Linked DNA regions of Drosophila melanogaster: region 1 is linked to region 2. The links are chromatin contacts, called in public Hi-C maps. All regions are on one chromosome and are shown on one strand. The core of a region is the stretch at or near the end of the contact, and the rest is flanking DNA. Distances in the headings are between cores, read along the strand shown. Region 1 holds the start of fh (frataxin). Region 2 holds the start of Snx27 (Sorting nexin 27).

Region 1 (6,819 bases), core at 2,284-4,783, 3.4 Mb after region 2:
CTCTGCAATTCGTAGGATTTTTCGAATTTAAGAAACCTATTTTTAAGACCTTTACTTTGGGTTCAAAAAGGGTTAAATTGATATTAAAAAGACCTGCTTGCAATGAGAAACATAAATGGTCATAAGGTCTTCCTTCTATGTTGTATTTATGATAATATAGTAATTATATCGTATATTTGGATAGACTCTTTGGTCGAATCGCTGGTGATATCGTTCCTAATCGTTTTTCGGTAAGCTTTCCCTTATTTTTGCTGGGTGTGTGAATCAAGTGTAAAGAAACCAACCGTGAGCTGTCCAATCGCCATCCACACCATCCATAAGTATAAATGTAATTTGCGTAGCTTCGTGCGATAACGATCCTCCATCTGCCGGGATCTGAAACAGAAACACACTCTCACCTGTTAATCCTAACTGATTGATTTCTTTGTGTTGTTCCCTCCCCAAACCACCCGTAACCGGATGATCTCTAGGTACCAACGATGCCGTCGATGTCAAGGTTAAGGCAAATGCCAATCCGGCGCCCATACAGCTGCCCTTCGATCGCAATTTGGTGGCGCCCAAATTGGCCAATGCTTTGGTACTCAACGGCTACAATAATGTGTCCACCGGCGATATGAACAACTTGCTACACATGCTAACGCTGCTGATGAAGACGGACAAACAGCGGCGCCAGCTGGACAACAACAACGGCCTGAAATTCGAGGAGATAAAGGTAAAGCTCGGACTGCAAAATAATCCGTCGCCCGATGACATGGGCATCGATCTGGACGAGCTGATGAAGGAGGTGGAGCATCAGCTGCACAAGGAGTCCGTCGATATTGTGAATAAACCTACGGGAGCACCGGCCAAGGTACAAGCCGCCGATACAGTCGGTGGCAGCACTGGCTTGGAATCGCTAACAGATTCAGATCTCCAGACCCTACTCCAGAACTTTAAGTTTTTGTCGAACGAGGAGCAGGTTCATCTCATTGGCCATCTGCGCAAGTTGGAGGTACAGGATCCGTCGCGCGTCGATCGTCTGCGCAAGTATGTGAATCTGGTGGAGCTCCGAGGCGATGGCGAGTCCTGCAGTGATTTCCTGGCGCGCGTGGTGAAAATTGGTGGGGCTAGCAAGGCGAAACCGGCTACCAAGTTCAAGGCTTCGGTTATGGGTGGTAGAACCTCCTCCGCCATGGCCGCCAGCTCCGCCAGTGCCACGGCTCCGAAAGTGGGTCACTCCATGCTGAGCGCTCAGCGCCCCAATTTGGATCGTGATATGTCCAGTATGCCCATCAATAAGCAGAGACGCGGCCGGAACACGCCCAGTATCATGCTCGATGACGATGACGAGGAAGATGATGATTACAACTTTGATGATTTGGTGATGAAGGCCTGCGATTCGAATGGAAGTGCTAGTGCTGGTGGTGGTGGTGGTGTCGTTGGTGCTGGTGTACACAATAAGCCAGGAGTGCCGCCCATTATAGGCGTTGAATCATCGCCAAATGCGCTCACTTTCAAGCCAGCAGCAGCGACCAAGATTTCGCTAAAAGACACCGAGAACATCATAGCCAATCTAATGGGCACTTTAAGCAAGAATGGCACTTCTGGAGGTTCACCCGTGGGTGGCAATCGCAACTATATGATGAACCAGCAGCATGGAGCGCCAAATGCGCAGAATGCACCGAATTTGGGTCAGAATCCAGGCCAAAATCTTGGCCAAAAGCAGCCCGGAGCGGGCTATTCCAATGCGGGCTATCCAGGGCAACAGCAGCAGCAGCAGCAGCAGCAGCAGCATGGCCGCAACTTTGGCCAGGAGGCACAGCCACTGATGAGCGGCTTGAGCGGCGGACCGAATGCCAATCACTATCCAAATCAGCAGGGCTACGGCGGCTATCATCCGTTTGCGGGCAATGGCGTGCAGCAGAACTACGGCGGCATGGTGCCACCAGGTCCAGGTGGCTACGTGGGTCCGCCCCCTAATCCGTGGGCCAGCAATGTGCCGCCACAGCCGCCCTTCAACCAGATGCCCCAGAACTTTATGGGTGCCCAGCAGCAGCAGCAGCAGCAGCAGCCGCACTTTAACAACATGTTCGGTGGACGTCACTAGAGTGTCGTAGACTTAGATATCCATACTATTAACGTTATGCAATTTAAACGTAATGTAGAAACGAGAATAACGCCCTTTGAAGTGCCCGTGTATCTGCTAGCTGGCAAGTGATTTTTATTATTTTTTTTTTTACCATACATGTGTGCTGCTGCCAAAAAAAAGAAAAGAAAATAATCACTACCTTCATTTGTTTATAAAACACCGAACAACAATAGAATTCAGAAAACATAAATCTGAAGAGCACGTGAATAAACATACACAATAATTCCGGAAATCAACTTTAATCGACTTTCGTTTGGAATTATTAGCTGGGGGAGCTTTGAGTTCTGAATTCTGTGTATTGAAATAAAAATAAACGAAATGGAACGTACAAGTGACAAATAATAAAATAAAATAAAATATGTATAGCTACATATGATGTTCTTCAATGGTGATTTGATTATTATTATTTGATTTATACATTAAACAACTGATTTTTAAGTTTATTCCTCTCAAAAACAACAAATTTAAACTTCGAAACCAAAACTAATCGTACATAAATGAATAAGCGAATGCAAAGCATTTATACCAGAAGCTAAGCTTCACAGCTCCAGGGAAGTATAAGTATATACCTTTGCTCATCCGCAGCAGCAGCAGTTCCATGTATATCGAGTGACCACTGTGCCAACAGATGAAGAACAATAAATATATCAAAATCGAACGTTTCAACCGACTTTTTATGGAGGAGAATTTAAACTAATCACGGAATTAACTACAGTAGGGCAGGCGTAGGAAGTCCACGGACTGTGACTTCAGTATGCCGGGTATCTCCTGCTGCAACAGTTCGTGCAGCGACTGACCACTGTGCTTGTAGATCCATCTGCCCGCCGCCACAGTGCCGACGAAATCGTATCGCTTGGGACCGCTGGTGGGCGAACTGAGCCAGATCTGCTTGTTGGGCGTCTGCCGGTTGATCACATAGGTGCCGTGTTGTCCTCCCAGGTTCACGGTTAGCACGCCATCCTGTGGAAGCGGAAACCCCGCGAGGATTAGCAGGTCAATGGAATGATGTAATAGCCGAATGTCACCTACGCTGTAAGCCACATCCGTGCCCTGCAGCTCGGAGGCGTTCTCCGTCAGCTCCTCGAAGTAGTCGCACAGTGCGTCCAGGGTGTCGGAGCACACACGCTCGTAGGTGGCGCCGTCCAATGTGGATTCCGTCTCAATTTGACTGCTAAACAATCGCCGGTTGGCAGTGAATTCCTCGCATTGAATAGCAACTGCGGCTATCGCTGGTGTGCTGGGCAGGATCACTTGGCTGGCGTGTGCTTGGGGCTTTGACCACCTGCCCATGGTGGCCAAGCATGCCCGACCAACGATCGAACGGACCATCAAACGACCGGCAAACATTTTTTAGTTGTTTACGATTTGTTTATATTTTACAAATCCCAGTTGCGGGGCTGCCAACTTAATGGAAAATGATTTGCCGTTGGTATTTTCTAGATTCTAGTGTGGTATAATTTTTGATTTCTATAAAGCTGAATAAAAATGAGAAGTTACAGATTTTTTTTATTAGTAGCAGCAATTCAGCTAAAGTGTTCTGCTAGTTTTAGGTAACTAAAATTTTGTATATTCTCTAGCAGTTACTATTTCCTTATCATATATATTCCGCTATATATACCAATTCCCGGCTTATATGATTTTTCTTAGAATCAGATACGGCCACACCTCCACCAACGCCGACAGAAAATGGCGTCTGTCTGAAAATTGTTATTTCTCTTGGAAAATCCATACAAATTTGACCAGCGAATTGCACAAAGATGGCCCTGCCAAGCAACTACAAGCAGATAGCCGTTGGCGGCCAGGGATCGGCCACACCACTCCAGGGCGGCGGCGGTGGCTCCGGCGGCGGCAGCCGGTCGCGTTCATCCGGCGGCGGAGGTGGTGGCGATCGCAACAAGGATCAGACGCCCATCTTCACGCACAGCAACTATGGGAATCCGGCATTCACGCCACAGAAGGTAACCAAGTCGTCGAGCAGCAAGAACCAGAACGAATCAAGGCTACCCAAGCCACCAAAGCCGCCGGAGAAGCCCATTTTGCCCTACATGCGGTATTCGAAACGCGTCTGGGATAGCGTCAAGGCGAAGCATCCAGAGCTGAAGCTGTGGGAGCTGGGTAAGAAGATCGGTGCCATGTGGAAGTTGCTGCCCGAGGATGAGAAGACGGAGTTCATTGACGAATACGAGGCGGAGAAGCTGGAGTACGAGAAATCGCTAAAGGCCTACCACCAGACGCCCGCCTATCAGGCCTACATGTCGGCCAAGAGCAAGGTGAAGACCGACGTGGATATGCATGAGACACCGTCACGCGGTGGCGGCAGTAAGTCGCAGCATGAGCGACGCATCGACATTCAGCCGGCGGAGGACGAGGATGACCAGGACGAAGGGTATACGACCAAGCACTTGGCCTACGCCCGCTATCTGCACAACCATCGCCTGATTAACGAGATATTCTCGGAGGCCGTTGTACCAGATGTGCGTTCAGTGGTGACCACCACGCGGATGCAGGTGCTCAAGCGGCAGGTCAGCTCGTTGACGATGCACCAGACCAAACTTGAGGCGGAACTGCAGCAGATGGAGGAGAAGTTCGAGGCCAAGAAGCAGCGCATGGTGGAGTCCAGCGAAGCCTTCCAGGAGGAGCTAAAGCGCCACTGCAAGCCGGCGGTCGACGAGGAAACTTTCCAGAAGATGGTGCTTCGCATGTACGAGGACATCAAGCGCGATCGCCAGCGATTGGATGAACCGAATGCGAATGCGAATAGCGCAGCGAATCCTGCTGCAGCTGCCGCTACAGCTGCCGCCGCTCCAGTGACGAGGAGCGAGGAGGCAGTGAAGCCGCCAACGCAGCCAGGTCAGCCCGCTGCCACACCCGCTGGCCAAGAGCCGGCGTCGGCGGTACCAGCGCCAGCAGCTCCGCCCAAGGAGACACCGCCGGCTGTGAAGCCCGCTACACTCAATCCCACACCGAGTTCAACGCCTACGCCGGCGCCAGCGGTGCACGTGCACGAAACTGCCAGCAAAACGGATCCCGAGCCCATGGACATTGAGCCACCGCCGAAGCCATCGGTTCCGCCGCCACCCATCAAGCCAGAGAAGCTGGAGATGGCCGCTGCCCTGCCTCCGCAGTCAACGCTAGTCGAGCCACCCAAAACGGAACCCGCCAAAGTGGTGGCCCAGCCCGGCAAGGTGCCCACACCGGTGCCGACACCCACACCGCCGCCTGAGGTGGCTCCAGCGGCCGGAGCAGCTACTGCAGCGACCACAACAACGACGACGACACCAACGCCACCGCCGGTGCCACAACAGGTGCCACTGCCGCAGCAACAGGGCGGGCCAGCTCCACCGCCCGGCATGCCGCAGATGCATCCACATCCCGGCCATCCGCCACCCGGACATTCCTTGATGCCACCGCACATGGGGCCGCATCAGCCGCCGCCGGGAATGCCCGGTCTGCCGCCGCCACCTCCGCACACGGGTTATGCTAACTACGGCGGACCACCACATGGCCCGCCGCCTGGACCACCCGGTGGACCAGCACGACCCTATTACCAGCCCCAGTACGGCGGACATCCCACGCCACAGCCCTACTACGCACCGTTCTCGCCGTATCAGCAGTCCTATGGCCCGCCACCTGGCTCGCACTACATGTCACCGCGTCCGCCGCCGCCGCAGCACAATGGCAATCCCGGGCATCCGTATGCGCCGGAGCATGGAAGCAATCCACCGCCACCACAGCAGCAGCAACAACAACAACCGCCACCAGGACACCTGCACGAGCCGAGCGGTGGAGGACCCGGGGCCCCAGGCGGTGGAGCTGGAGCGGCAGCAGCAGCGGCGCCCGGAGCCGGAGTGTATCCCACGCCCGGGGCAGGAGCGGGACCAGGAGCACCACCTGGACCAGCTGGAGGAGCACCGCTGGGCGAGGCCGCAGTAGCTGGGGGAGTAGCTCCGCCAGCGGCAACAGCACCTGGCAAGCATCCAGAGGCGGAGAAGCACGAGGCGGACTAAGACAAGGAATCCCACCACCCAGATCCTAGTTGTGGTCCCTAACTTATATATGAATCGATCCCTGGTGTTGTAACATAGCTGTCCCCTCCCGGAACTTCCGGAAGGCAAACAACCGGAATGCTCTTAACTTGAAATCCCTATTTAGGCGCCACACCTAAGAACTCCACATCAATCCCATTCTCAAATTAAGTTTATATCACTTTTTTTTCGCGAAGCCTAATTTTAATATTTTAATAACTGAGTGTGCGTCGCATTCTGGACTGTATGCTAAATATGCAAATAAATTAAATGTACGATTATATGTAAGTGGAAAGGTGTTTAAATTTTGCGTTCAATTTGCAATTTAAATGGGTATGCTTGAGTTATAACGATATTTACACTGACAAAAAGATGGAAAACATTGGTAACTTAAATTAAATAAATTATTGCTTCAATGTACATTATTATAAATATCAACATTTAATTACAAAGATAAGCCCTTAACCCCTATTGGGCGTCTTAGCTTACGAACAAAGGGGTTTATTAACACTTATTGGGCGCCTGTGGCACAGAACCACCGCTAGGTGGCGCCAGTTAATAGCAGCCTTGAAAACGCAAATCAAAGACAAACAAAAAAAAGGGGGCAGCGCCAAAGCCACCCACACACATACAGCTGCAGCCAGCCAAACTTGCACACACAGAAAC
Region 2 (6,176 bases), core at 2,435-4,934:
TAGCTGGTGGTCACTGCTGCAGTACTGGTGGTCCAGGAAAATCCGATAAATAAGCACCCATTACATGGGTGGGTGGTCGACGAACGTAGCGTTGATAACTGATTAATGGGCGTGGCCAGGGGGCGGATGTGTTTGGCCGGAGGTAGTGAAGCGAGCGAAACGCCCCCGCAAAATCGAGCAAACAAAAGAACTCGGAATAAACAAGCTACGGATTATTAAACGGGCGCACTGACTGCTGCTCATTGAAAGTACAGATTCCATAAACAAGGATTACATATTGCGTTTCATAGATCATTCATTTTAAAATTGTTTCCATTTAAGAGTTTTTTTACGTTTACTGTTTACATACTGTGTATTATAGCATGTTTTAGAAATTTAGGAGCTTGAACCAAGTTTCGATCCAAATATATTCATAATATTAATCAATTTCACCAAGTTTATGTTATTAAATATCCCGTAAAGTGAGCACAAATATATTAGCGGAATTTAAGCGCTTGATTCCAGTTGAAAACTGGTTCGCAAGGCGGAAACTAAATGCAAATTTGTTTGCTTTTGCTTTCTGATTTTTGCATTTCGCTTGCCCTCTGCAGTTTGTGCTTTCTTGTTGTTTTTGCTTTTGCTTTGCTTGTGCTTTGCTTCTGCTTTTGTTAGCTCACGCGCAGCCGAATTATAACGGACGTCGTTGTTGTTGTTATTTTCACTGATAATGAAATGATGGGCACTGCAAATAGCAACAACAAGCCGCATAATAGTCAGCCCCATCCCCTCCTCTCCACCACCCTTCGCTGCTTTCATCCACGTCACTCATTCTATTTGCATTGGAAAAGTGTGGAAAATTTGCGAATTTTCCGTTACCGACGAGGGAAGGTGACAATGATAATTAAGTTGCTGGGCGCTCTCCAGTGCGACGAAACTTTGGTAAAATTTATTAATTGAATTTCGCATCGAAAGCATACCGTATGCTGTGCTGTGCGCTGGAAAGGGAGAGCGAAACCGCACCCACTATGAAAACAAAATGAAACTACAAGAGTAACGAAGTACAGTGAACACCATGTCACTTTAAGATCAGTAGTAATGAAAATTGTAATAGTTATCTCGTAATTAAGTCTTGTTAAAGATTGCAGGGCAACTTTTAGCATATAATATTATACATTTTAAATTGAAACAACATTCATGCACTCTATCGAAAGCCCACTGTACTTGAGTAATGAAATGAAATAAAATGATTGATGGACAGCCTCAAAGAGAAGAAAGGGAAAAAGCGAGAGGAAGGACAGGGAAGAGAGGAACATGAGATATTCACTGATAACGGGTATCGAAACTAAAATGTCAAAAGATGCTAAACAAAAGCTTCGCCAGACAGGGACACAAAGTAGAGGCAACGAGCAGCGGAGTGAAAGAAACAACACAATGCGAGAAAAAAGAAATATAAGTGAGCATTTTAATTAGCCTGCATGCAATTGTGTTGGAACGAGTGTGAGTCCAGTGTGTGTGTGTGTTGGTGCGGTGTGTCATAATATTATGCCATTCAAGAAAACATAGCAGAAAAAGGAGGAATAATAAAAGAGCACCTTTAGTTCAAATTAAAAGGGGAAAATGGCAAACAGAAATGCGATAGCCTCCATTAAACATCCATTTTCGTAACGAAAACATTTTCATTCATCAAGCGAAAAAGTAATTGATAAATGCGGTTTCCTTATCAACACGTTCCACTGACTCATATTTCTCCATCATCATACATATGTAGTTCCTTATTTCAGTGTTATTTGAACAGGAATTCCGAGAAAACGATAAGCCCCAATATCATTTCATAACCAAAATGAAATACTAAGTTTGCAGAAATCGCGCCATTATCTAATCGTACACACTTATTTTGTTTTAATAATATATGTATATGAATTATAAGATATGTACATATGTATATGATATGGATGACCAATATAGCTCATATTCTTTTGGGGCTTTCTCGCTTTTTTAACCCAATTAACGCGGTAGCAACCCCCTGAAATGTGTGGATAAATCCAACAACAACCACCAAACACCAAGCAGGTAGCAGTGTTTATTGATATTCCCGGGCATTTCTGACCCACTACGAATTCACCTCCACTTCCAACTCCAACTTCAACACGCCCACTACTCCAGCAGAAAGAACGACCAATAAAAAAAAGTGGGCGGGGTCAGAGGTCGCACATGCAAGCTCTTCGTGGGGTTAACTTCGCTTACTTAACCCCTGGGCACCCCCCAAAAAAATACCAACACCATGAGCCATAAGCTTAAAGAGCTCACTCTTCAGATTGCCTTTTGAATATTTACAAACTCTGTGAGGTTTTCTTTTCCCACTCGGTGCCAAAATAAACTTCCTCGTGTTTCGAAAACTAAAATTCAAGCTATAATTTAATAAGAGGTAGGCATTAGTTAAACGTGTTTAACAGCAAGTAACTTGTGCACATTTTCCCAATTAGTGACAATTAGCACATGCCTTTAGTTGCAAATAGACGAAGTGGTCAAAGGCAGGTTTTCAACTCGCTTATAATGATTCTAAGGACTTTATGAAGTTGAAGGCAATTAAAGGTAAGTACGTCGCACTTTGGGGATGAAAACTAGTTTTAGAATGCAATTACTGAGGCGAGTTTAATGGTTCATTGAATAGTTTTAAACTCAATTTCGATGATACATCTGATAGTAGTGTGATATCAGCTCTTTGAGCTCCCAAAATATGAAAACTAGTCTATGTAACGTGGGTGGTACTTACACTTCCAGGATGCGATCGCCCTTCTTGATGCCCGCCTTCTCGGCCGCCCCATTCTCAAGGACGGCGCTCACGTGCTGAAGGGGGGCGTACAGCTCGCCGTTGATCGAGCGCAGTTGACCCCCCTCGGAAACTTGGCCGCGCACATTGAAGCCGAAGCCCGTTTCCGTTTTGTAAATGGTGACGACACGGGGTCCATTCGCTGTGGTCACGCCTACGCCGACGCCCATGACGACCGCGCCGCCCCCACCGCCGCCCGATGATGCGGTGACTACGGCGCTGGCGGGGGTTGGGGTTGGGAGGGGATGGTTTTCGCCAACGATGCTCATTGCGCCGGTCGTTCGCTCTCGCTCGCACTCAGTGGTGATGGCTGCTCTTCTGCCTCCACCGCACACCCCTCTCCACCTCCTCCTCCTCCTACGCTACTGCTGCTGCTGCTGCCCCTTTCCGACGTTCCTGCTTTCCGACTCACAGCAGCGCTGTGTTGTTTGCACAATATCTTTTGTTGTGTTATGGTTATTTCGCTCTTTTATTTTGCGTAATGTTTTCTGCAACTTCTTTTCGGCACACACACAGCACAACACACACACACACGTATAGAGACAGGCACCGCCACTTTTACTTTTTACGCTCCTCCCTCAATCCGCTTCACCGCTGTGAACTGCGCTCCACCGAAACTCCTCTGGCTGCTCTTTCGTTCGCACACACATACACGCGCACACACCGAAAAAAAATTTATTATTTATGTGGCTTATTTTATTTAACACACGCCTGTGTTTTCGCTCCTTATTTTATTTTCGCGCTGCGCATTTTTGTTCCGTTAGTTGGTCTGTTCTCTGTGTTGATACTCGTAGCGCAGACTTCCGATAACATTGAGTGTATCGCAGTAACTGCCAGTCGATGTATCGCTGGCGTCCTATCGCACTGGCGGACCGATTACGACTGAGCCATCGGGAGAGCAGATCAGCTGGCCGTTAATCGATAGCTATCGGTGCTGTGCAACACTACTATCGTCGGCCGCGAGCGTGACGAACGCAAATATGAGCAGCCACTTTTTAGTATTTTTGTGATATTTTGTGATTTAAAAATACCATACGGTATTTTAATCCGTTATTTTTCAAACCCACTCGACATAATACCGAATGCAAATTCGAAAATTTAACGGTACAATTTTAATTCAAAAAATTCGTGCAACGCATATTTGCATCAATTAAATCGAGGAAAATTTAATGATAATGCAAATAATTACAATAAAATAATATTAAAATGTTTGATAAATAGTCTTTCATTAAAAGCTAAGAAAAACTTGTTCTAAAACGTTCCAAAGCCAAAGACGTTAACTTATATCCCCCAAATTAGATGGTCTTAAATGATGCAATGGGTAAAAGTAAAAGGCTTTGGAGGAGCGACTGCGACCGCGAGAAGGGATCATTCATACATGGGGCATGGTCGCCGACGCTTTTGTATGGGCAGGGGGAGTGGAGGGAAGCTGAAAGGGTATGCCTTATGAGAAAATATATGGTTTTTGCGATGTACCCTAGATATTTCCACCCAACACATGAAACTTGAATGCAATGCTCCTCTTTTTATTTTCGTTTGATTTCGTATTGATTTCAGTTTGCTTTGCTGCTGCTCTGTTGATTCTGTTGTGGTGGTTGTCTTATGAAATTTGTTAAATACGCAGACTCTAAATTGTACATCATTATTTAATAATGAAGCAGTTCTAAAACACTGCCCGCCGCCTAACTACTAGTAAACGTTTTCTCTTTGTGTTTTTCGTTTTTGTTATATCTCAATTACTCACAGGCCATGCATACAAACATACACGTAAAAAAATAGTGCAAAAATGTATTACTTTTTTCTTGTTTTTCTATATGTATATAACAAACTGTACGTTTTCGCTTATCGTTTTGTCTGCCTTTCTACAGGCTATGCTCACATTACAATTCGCATAAATATTTTATAAAATAAACATAACATAATAGCAAATAATATATTGGAGGATTCAAGGAAATACAAGGTAATACAATTCTTTTTAATAATAAAACGCTGACCCGATTTATGTAATATCCTCTATATACATATATGTATATAAACATACACATATATATCTGTTTTTGAAGGGTCATCGCTTTTGTTTTTTACGTTCTCTATTCGTTTTGGCTAAAATCAAAGCAAAGTGTTCTTGAAACAGGTCCAACAAAAAATTGGCTAAAACGTGTGGGGCTCATTAAGCTCAAGCTTTTCCTAAACTTTTCCCTTTTTTTTTATACACATACACTACACTTAGATTTATCTTAATTTATCTAAGTCTATTTAAAATTATTCCTAAGCTCAAGAGTAAATTTTAATTTACGCTTACATATTTATACTAAGTAAAAAAAAAACTACAACTGAAACGGCTGCTACAAAATCCCTTCGCTTTATACTTTATATTCTATTGCTAACTAACGGCTAGCTTAAGTATTTATTTATATATATGTTATAATTACATGTAGCTAGCTTGCCCTAAAAATGTGGTGTTTTCTCTCATTTAGAATTGTGGCTGCTTGTTGGTTTTGTTGTTAATATTATTGTTGCTTGTTTGGTATGCGTTGATCCCCATCCAGATCCTGTGGGCTACCTGTCCTGGCAATTATTTACAGTATATGGAAATTGTTAATATTATTGTTGCTTGTTTGGTATGCGTTGATCCCCATCCAGATCCTGTGGGCTACCTGTCCTGGCAATTATTTACAGTATATGGAAATTGACGAGAATTCTTGGCTTCCGCGGCTGCTCTTCCCCTTCCCAGTTTCGGTTTAGATTTCGATTTCGATTTTGTTGACATCACAGACAGATGGATTGGATGACCCCGCGGGCTCAGTGGTGCCACATGAGCCATCGTTAACTCTTGGCGACGGCCTGCTCCGCGCTGGGGGTCGCTTCATTGGTTCCCACGGCAGTTAACTGCTGCTTGCGATCCCACCACTCCTGTATGCTGGACGCCATGCGATGGCGGCGGAAGCGCAGCGATTCCACGATACACATGTCCACGAAATCCGACTGCATATCCTGGTCGCCCTTGACCAGATTCAGGTGCTCCAGCAGCTGGCTGTAGTCTCGGCCGGGTCGCCGTATATCACGGAAGATCTGCAATCGTAGTTCGACGTTGTGCAACCGGGCCGCTTCGCGCTGCTCCTCGGTGAAAATGAGCGGCAGGCTCTGTCCCGGTGAGCCCATGCCCCCGTTGTTGTGCGTCGGTGAGGAGCCGCAGCTGGAGTTGATCTTCACCTCCAGTTTGTTGGGGCTGCTGTTGTTGTGACCCCGGTGGTTGTGATTGTTGCTCAACGTCGAACCGCTAGCTGCTCCAGCGGCGCTGCTGTTGTTATTGTTGTGATGATTGAGACCACTGGCCCAGTAGTAGTGGGGATTTCCCGCTGCAGTG

Evidence for each region. A called contact is a pair of places that touch in the nucleus more often than the background predicts.
Region 1: a Hi-C map of the Kc167 cell line shows a contact between it and region 2, with 4 times the contacts expected there. The contact joins the promoter of fh here to the promoter of Snx27 in region 2. A contact is called at or near these places in 5 of 107 Hi-C or Micro-C datasets (the Kc167 cell line, brain, embryo and 1 more).

Annotation. Positions count from the first base shown.
Region 1 is chrX:9,145,538-9,152,356 of dm6, forward strand. fh (frataxin) reads right to left here and starts at 3,534. Exons shown (of 2, transcript NM_078539.3): 1 at 3,158-3,534; 2 at 2,543-3,088. The coding sequence starts at 3,475. The coding sequence ends at 2,834. CG7065 reads left to right here. Exons shown (of 3, transcript NM_132301.4): 3 at 471-2,357. The coding sequence ends at 2,086. It overlaps Bap111 (Brahma associated protein 111kD), which reads left to right and starts at 3,772. Exons shown (of 1, transcript NM_132302.4): 1 at 3,772-6,439. The coding sequence starts at 3,886. The coding sequence ends at 6,135.
Region 2 is chrX:5,734,347-5,740,522 of dm6, forward strand. It overlaps Snx27 (Sorting nexin 27), which reads right to left and starts at 3,685. Exons shown (of 6, transcript NM_167045.3): 1 at 2,753-3,685. The coding sequence starts at 3,078. IntS6 (Integrator 6) reads right to left here. Exons shown (of 2, transcript NM_132025.3): 2 at 4,317-6,176. The coding sequence ends at 5,636. It overlaps CG15773, which reads left to right. Exons shown (of 2, transcript NM_132023.2): 2 at 1-268. The coding sequence ends at 49.